Regions from separate parts of the Mus musculus genome. Here region 2 is linked to region 1. Evidence: chromatin contacts called from public Hi-C data. All regions are on one chromosome and are shown on one strand. Each heading gives the region's core, a stretch centred on a gene start, on an enhancer-like site or on the middle of the called end of the contact. The rest is flanking DNA. Distances are from core to core; before and after follow the strand shown.

Region 1 (3,792 bases), core at 395-2,894:
TCAATTTTTGACAAACAGAATCATCAGGGTCATAGATACATATTTTTGAAATGACGCTAGTTACATAGCCATTCAAAAACCAATAAATATAGCATAGTAAAACTACCCAAATTCTAATATCCTTTAGATGTAATCAAAATTCTAAGGCAAGGAAAGTAATGGCAGATTAATTAATCAGTTACTCACCTCTCCTGGCAACTCACCTTCTCTACCCTCAACTTGAACAGCACACTCTAAGCAGTTAACTTTACTCTGACAAGAAGTCAGTGTTTTAAGACCATCCAAAAATTATTCTAAACCATATTAACAGATTAGAAAAACAATACTGTTATAGTCACATAAGCAGAATTCCAAACCTTGGAGAGGATCCCAAGTATGACAACTGTAAAGATCAAGAATTACTTATATCTTAGAATATCTAGGCTAGCGTTAAGTTAAAAACATTTTTTATTCTGTTTATTAAGGTATTTCCACATGCTTTTATGTAAAAAAAAAAAGTATCTATATAATTAGTTTGTGTTTTGAAATCTGACTGTTCATCTCATCAAAATCAATTGGAACATGTTTAACAAAATACAGACTTCTCCATTTCCAAGCTAAAGTAACAGATCCATAATAAGACCTGAGACCTGTATATTTTATAAACTTACTTCATGATTCTAATGCAGCTATGTAAAAGCTTAGCATAACAGTAAGAATAACAGCAGTCTATGTATGGAAGGCTACGAGCAGTGACAGAGATGTCTCTAGGTGAGACTTGGCCCACAAGACCAACACAGCACATGCTCTGAATAAAAACTATTTAGATGTACCTTACCACAAACAAAGGGCTGCCAGGCCACTTTCATTAGGCTAAGAAGCAACATTTCTATTAATTGTTTGTCTAGAAGCTTCTCTTAGGGGTTATTCTTATTACATATTGAAAATAGTTTACTATTTTCAGCAGTAATATATACGTGAACTGCTGAATATGCACTGTAAGGAATTGTGTCAAACTTTATAAATATGCATTTTCAAGAAACTATTAACTATAAGTACAAACAATAGAGGCAAAAATATAGATAGAAAAATAAAATATAGGTGATCTATATATATTGAAAAATTCTCTTAGGTGTTCTTACAAAACTGACTTAGTAGAAGTAACATACAAAGTATAAATCTAAATATTTCATCACAGAAAAGATATGACTCCTTAAAAGTTACCAGGTTCCATTAATGCCAATATGAAGACGTTACTACATACAGGATAACACAATACTCAGAAACCTATCACACCATGAAATTCCTCAAGATTTCTTTCACTCTTTTTTAAAACAAAGAATGTTGTCTGGCGTTCTAAGTATCCCAGAGAGTAGGGAACCCACTCTAAATGCATATTTAAGTCTTTATCTGTAAAATAGTTATAGTAACCTTTGACAAACATTTTTGTGTTCAGTGAATAAGAACATTTTGGGGAGTGAAGAAACAGTTTCTCAATCACTTCAGATATGAGAATCTATATTACTTTTGAATCATTAAGAAGGCAAATGTGTGATGACACACAACTGTCAAGTAAAGTAAAACCATCTTCAGTGTGTAGTGTATAGAATGATCCAGAAAAACACAAACTGCTGCTACCAAATCCAGAAACTCAAAGCTTGATGACCTTTTGTGCCAACTTTCAAAACTGATGAGTCAGACTATAAGAGCAACTGAACCCATAAGCTGAGACTGCTGACACTTTTCTATACAAGTGTCTTAAGTGAACATCTCTCCAGAAAGTTATAAAAGTAGTTATGGGTGGCAGCTGGAGAGATGGCTCTGGTTAAGAGCACTGACTGTTCTTCCAGAGGTTCTTAATTCAATTCCCAGCAACCACATCTGTAATGGGATCTGATGCTGTCTTCTGGTGTATCTGAAGACAGTGACAGTATATGTATAAAATAAATAAATCTTAAAAAGGGGGAGGGTGCTGAAGAGATGGCTTAGCGGTTAAGAGCACTAGCTGTTCTTCCAGAGGTCCTGAGTTCAATTCCCAGCAACCACATGGTAGCTCATAACCATCCATACCCTCTTCTGCCTTGAAGGCATACATGTAGGCAGAATACTGTATACAAAATAAAGTAATTAATTTGAAAAAGAAAATGTAATTGTCCAGCTTGGCCTTAAAAACCTAGCTAGTATTGCAGAGCCAATGGTTAATTTTGACAACAAATGCCTTCTCAAAAACATTACCTTCGTGGCAATCACAATACAAATATGCCAACAGATTCATCTATACATAGAAATATCAATATTTGAAATAGAATACTAGTGTTAGCACCTTTGGGAATGAACAAAATAATGGTTTCACTACAGTGAAGTGTTTCAGCAGAATTTTTTTCTGCTGCCTTACTGAACAATGCACTTGGTAATGTACTTCTGAAATAAGTTCAAAACACATTCCCACTGCAGCTCTGGACTCCAGAGAATCTTTGCAAAAAATAAAAAGAAACAAGTTTTCAGCAAAGCACGGTGATGGCTCACTTTCACTTCAGTTCAGGGAAGCTGAAGCTGAGAAGAGCTTCCCCAAATTTGAAGCCAGCCTAGGCTCCATGAGTTCAAGGTGAACTTGGCTTCAAAGAGAGACACTATCTCTAAAACTTAAGTAAATAAAACAACTCTAATTATAATTTGGTAATTTTATCAAAACATTTGAGACACAAAGAATGCTGATATGGTTAGCATTATAAGTATTTGGCCACATATTTATCAACATCATAAAATAAGAACTATAGAATCAAGAAAAATAGTGTCCTTTGTATTTCAGAATTCAAATCTATAAATAGCCCATTTCCCTTAAGTGAGAATACTGGAGACAATCAGTTTGACTAAATGGCTATATAACATACACACACAAACACACACAAAAGGCCAGAACAATGCTTCCAATCTAAAAGTCATCAAAGGTCCAGGACAATATTCATGTTACCTCAAGCAATAACTTAAGTTCTGTTTCATTTAATTAATTAATGTAAGATGATCACATATAGCACAAGATTTTCATCCACGGTACAAAACAGTCTTCTCTCCTACCTCAACATATTGCTAAGTGCACAGAGTGCAGAACAGTTTTATTATCCCTTTGACAAACACATTGCTAAAAAAAATTGGGCCTGAACATACTCAGGCCAAGGTATAATATGGCTCTAAATATTTCAACTAACTTTTTTCTATATTCAAAACAGTTGAACACTGGGCCGTTTTATAAACTTCACAAATGTATGCAGTAACCCATACACAGTCCGTGGTTTTCCTAAGATCTTTAGATCAAACTAGATTGTATATGTTACAAAGAATTTGCCAACTGCTTGAGAGGAAGCAGTGTCTATGAGATGGGATGAGTTTACCCTTTCAGTGCTTATACTTAAAAATCACCATTTCTCTCACTCAAAAAACATGAACTTAAAAAACTGTCATGAAACAGAACACCAAAAACTTATCCTGTTACATACTCATTGCCTAGAAATGCTTAGCTTAGTAGTTATTCAAGGAGACTAAACAAATTAAGAACAGAATTATCTATATCATACTGGCACAGAAAGCTAAAACAGGAAAATAATTCAAGCTGGGCAGTGATGACACAAGCCTTTAATCCCAGCACTCGGGAGGCAGAGGCAGGCGGATCTCTGAGTTCGAGGTCAGCCTGGTCTACAGAGTGAGTTCCAGGACAGCCATGACCACACGGAAAAACCCTGTCTTGAAAAACCACAAAAGGAGGAGGAGGAGGAGGAGGAAAAGAGAAGAAAAAAGAAAGGAAGAAGAAAGAAAGGG
Region 2 (3,792 bases), core at 871-3,370, 140 kb after region 1:
CATCATATCTAATTCTTCCAGCCCATGTTTCAGTTGAATTTAATGCTGCCCTGCTCTGCAGTGACCAAGTGGGTTCTGCTATCCACTCTCAGCCAGGATGGCTTTGGGCCCCTGGACTTGCTGTTGTATTCTGAATGCTATGTTATTGGCAACTCTCTGAAGATAGCAATTCTAGGAAGGTAGTTATTCCACTGAGTTGTATTTAGTTAGGTTTTTTAAAGACAGGATCTCTCTAGCTGGCCTGCAGTTTTGTACATAGATCAAGCTGGCTGTGGACTTACAGTGATCCTCCTGCCTCTACTTCCTGAGTGCAGGGATTACAGCTGTATGCCATTTACTTATTTGTTTTTATTTTTTACCACACATACCCACCTGCAGTTTTAAGTGTATGTTTTAGGTGACTTTACATAGATAACCAGCATTGTAAAGGCAGCAGCACCATTTCCTTCCGGAACATTTTCATCATCAGAAAGAACCTGAGAGCAGTTGGCTCCACGTGCAGATCTGGGGCACTGACAGCCAGGACACTCTGAGTCGATTTTCTTGCTGCGCAGTGTTCCATGAAGCTCCTCTGGAGCCTTCATTCCATGCCTGCCACTGTCCCAGGTAACAGGAATATACTGGCATGATAAAACAGACCATTCTCCTGACTGGGTGGAACCAGGGACAATATTTAAATATAGACCTTTCCTCCCTTCATGATGTCAGAGCTTTCCCTCTGGGCGGTGCTGATAAGCACAAGTGGCTCTCTTAGGGCCAAGGTTTCCACTCTTTCTTTTGCTGTGAGGGTTCCTGAGAGGACAGATGACACGGCTAATATCCAGGACTCTGCCGGCCTCTGATCCCTGTCACAGCACTCCTGCTCCTCACTGTATCAAAATACGTTTATTTCCTCTTTATTTTTTGTTTTTCTTTTCCTTTTATATATTCACTTAACCTTTTGAAAGCAAGTTCCCTGTGTTAAATACTGTATGTGGTAAAAATATCAGTATTATAACATGTAAATCCAGACATATATTTAAGAATTAAATATAAAAATACTCAAGAAAAATTTGCAGAGTTGTCAGAGGGCTCCTTGTCTGCCAGGTGGACAGCCTTGCTGATCAGTGCTGGCAGCTGATACCATGTCCTCACGGAGACTTGTGCAAGGTGCAGGGTGATCCTGGAGCTTCACTTTGCCTGAGGAGCCCCAAAGGCCTCAAATGGGGGTTCTTCAAAGAGAAGTAATATGCAGAAACACCACAAGTAGGAGGGTGTCCCAGAAGCCAGAAGCCCAAAGCAGTGAGGGTCACACCCACCACTAAAGTCAGATCACAGCTTGAAGGAACAGACCACATAAAGGCTAGATCACAGCACAGGGGCAGTTTGTAGACGTGGCTACTGCTTACTACCACGGCTACTCAGTAAAGCCCACGAGGCTTCCTCCAGGGCCCTGACTGACATCCAGGACTCTGGCCAGAGAACCTGCTTCTGTGTTCTAGTACTTGCTCACATTAAAACAGCACACAGTAGAAACAGGAAAAAAAAATCTACTTACGATATTGCCCAAAAACTGGAGCTAGAAAAAGTCTTAGCCTGTATCTACTTGTCCACAGCACCATTCCAGTTTACAGTCAGGGTGGCAGGGAAACTCAGCAGCACTGGGCATGCTCACAGTGACCCAGTTAGCAGAGCTGGACCAAGGGTTTATTCCTACTCCCATCATGGCACTTCCTGTAGGAACCCTAAACCTCATTGCATGAGTGCGGTTGTCTTCCTCGTGTGTGCACTTGTCATATGGGTCCCCTTATCTTCATTTTTAGGGTCTGTTTTATCCATTTAAAAGTACTTTCAAAGCTGACAACCATGCCACTTGCATGTGTTTTTTTGTAACCAACGTAAACTGTTAAGCTTCTCCCAGAACCTTTTTACTTTGGAGGAAGAGAGACATGCCTCAGGTGGTTAAAATGCCCAGGGGAGGTGGCTGTCATGTGTACACCTCCCTGGCTCCTGTGTGACTTCAAAGGCTGATAATGTTTGCTGAGCAGTAAGTAATTCCACTCAAGCCGGGGATGCCTGCTGGGCTGTAGCGCACTACATGTTTTCTTCAGCCACCAACAGATGGGGCCCGTGAGAGAGAGTTGCTGCATCTGAGAACATTCCGGTGTCTGTGAGTCAGCAAAGCTGTGTGTGAATCTTTTATAGTAAGCTTCTTGATTAGAAGCATTGAACTGTGTGGAAGAAGGGACCAGGGACTGAGTGGCACCAACTTGAACTGCCTTTATGCTCTGGAAGCTTCTGGGCACCAAAAATATATTGGGCATTGATGAAGATCGGATTTAGTTTATTTGCTGTGTGAGCTGAATGTGCCCTTAGGAATGGCATGGTGGTCAGAAATCTACTAAGCAAAGAGAGAGCTTTCTTCTTTAATCTTTCACCTACACTTTCTCAGAATCTCTGTAGTTGTCCTTTTCATTTGAAACATTTTGTATCCCTTAAACAAATTACTATAAAAACTACCAGAAGGCATTGCCTGACATCCCATTGCTTAAACTTTCCCTACTAGCAGATTGCTAGGGGGAGGTTCCTGGCCCGAGTATTGCTGCTGCAGTGACTAATCTATTGGAGAGGCATTCCCTAGAAATCCAGATCTACCACACACAATGGAATTTGTTCTCTACCCCTCACCCCAAGTTACTTCAGTGATACAAAAACAATTGTCCTCAGGGAAATGAGGCTCGTTGCCATGGTAACTAATGAAGGTTGCTTCATTCTCAGGCACATTTTTTAAAGCCTAGATTTCAACATGGATAGACCATTTTTTTCCAGTAGCTTAGCAACCTGTGGTACAATGTTTGTTGACACCCTTAGCCCTCCTTTTTCCTCCTCAGGAAAAAAAAAAAAGAGCTCTGAAGATAGTATTTCATTGTGTGGTTACTGTGAATTTGGCGTAGTTCTTAAGCATGTTGTTGACAGTGCCCTGACTTTCTAGATCTCAAATCAGGGCACATTCTGTGTGCTCTTCAGTGACCTACCCTGTGGTTTTCTTCCATACCCCTTGGCTAGGTGAACAGTTGATGCTATTCAGGGGGCCGCACAGCAGCCTTCTCTTTCTTACTTACTGATCTCAGCACTGTTCAGCCCAGCTCACACCTCACAATGAATACCAGGTAGGTGGACAGCCCAGATTGAACTGTCCAAGGTAAACACTGCCTTCCATAGAAATATCACTTACTAGTGAAAAGCGCCACTGCTCACAGATACCCACAGCCAGCCAGCATCCAGGGCTGATGAAACACTTCCCAACTGCTAAAAACCAACACCATCCTTGTGGTTTCAGACCCTTGGCTTGCTCTCTCCCTACCCCTCTTCCTCACCCTCTTGCTCTGTTAGATTGGGATTGATCAAGGCAACATGGAAATAAAAGGAAGAGTAAACCAACCTCAGCAGAACAGATGAAGAGCGCCGGTCTCTCCGTGGTAGTGGGGTCTATGGCTCAGGTACAGGGGCTTGCGGCTTTATAGGACAGAAGGGGGAACTTTTGCGGGGGAAGTTTTATCAGTGGATGTGTCCCTTATAGGTCCAAGGCTAAATGGGTTCAGCAGATGTCCTGGATGTTGGCTGTCTTCTCAGGCAGGTGCTCCTATCCCTGTGTGGAGTCCTTCTCTGCTGTCTCAAGTTCCTTGTTTTAGTTATTAACCCTTCACTGGGGATCTGGAGAGGGATTGTACAAGTTAGACAGTGTTCTGCCACTCAGCAAAACCCCCAGTTATTTTACCCCCCCCTTTTTTTGCCTGGTGTAAGTTGAAGTTT

The links. Hi-C and Micro-C count contacts between places; a contact is called where the count stands out from the background.
Region 2: a contact with region 1 is called in a Hi-C map of bone marrow-derived macrophages, with 2.5 times the contacts expected there. The contact joins two enhancer-like sites. A contact is called at or near these places in 1 of 15 datasets of contacts at CTCF or cohesin (CD8 T cells), 1 of 484 Hi-C or Micro-C datasets (bone marrow-derived macrophages) and 6 of 115 datasets of contacts at active chromatin or transcription factors (the SCID.adh cell line, effector CD8 T cells, embryonic fibroblasts and 3 more).

What each region holds. Positions count from the first base shown.
Region 1 is chr14:62,736,442-62,740,233 of GRCm38.p6, forward strand. All of the region lies in intron 4 of Ints6 (integrator complex subunit 6), which reads right to left. Among named protein-coding and RNA genes, the nearest start is that of 4931440J10Rik, 22 kb to the right of the region's middle. Within about 2 kb of position 1,645, at least 5 of the 459 cell types and tissues checked have an H3K27ac peak or open chromatin away from gene starts, as enhancers often do. A contact at or near this core is called in bone marrow-derived macrophages, where this site is marked.
Region 2 is chr14:62,877,576-62,881,367 of GRCm38.p6, forward strand. The region is part of intron 1 of Wdfy2 (WD repeat and FYVE domain containing 2); the gene reads left to right. Among named protein-coding and RNA genes, the nearest start is that of Mir6541, 14 kb to the left of the region's middle. Within about 2 kb of position 2,121, at least 239 of the 459 cell types and tissues checked have an H3K27ac peak or open chromatin away from gene starts, as enhancers often do. A contact at or near this core is called in bone marrow-derived macrophages, where this site is marked.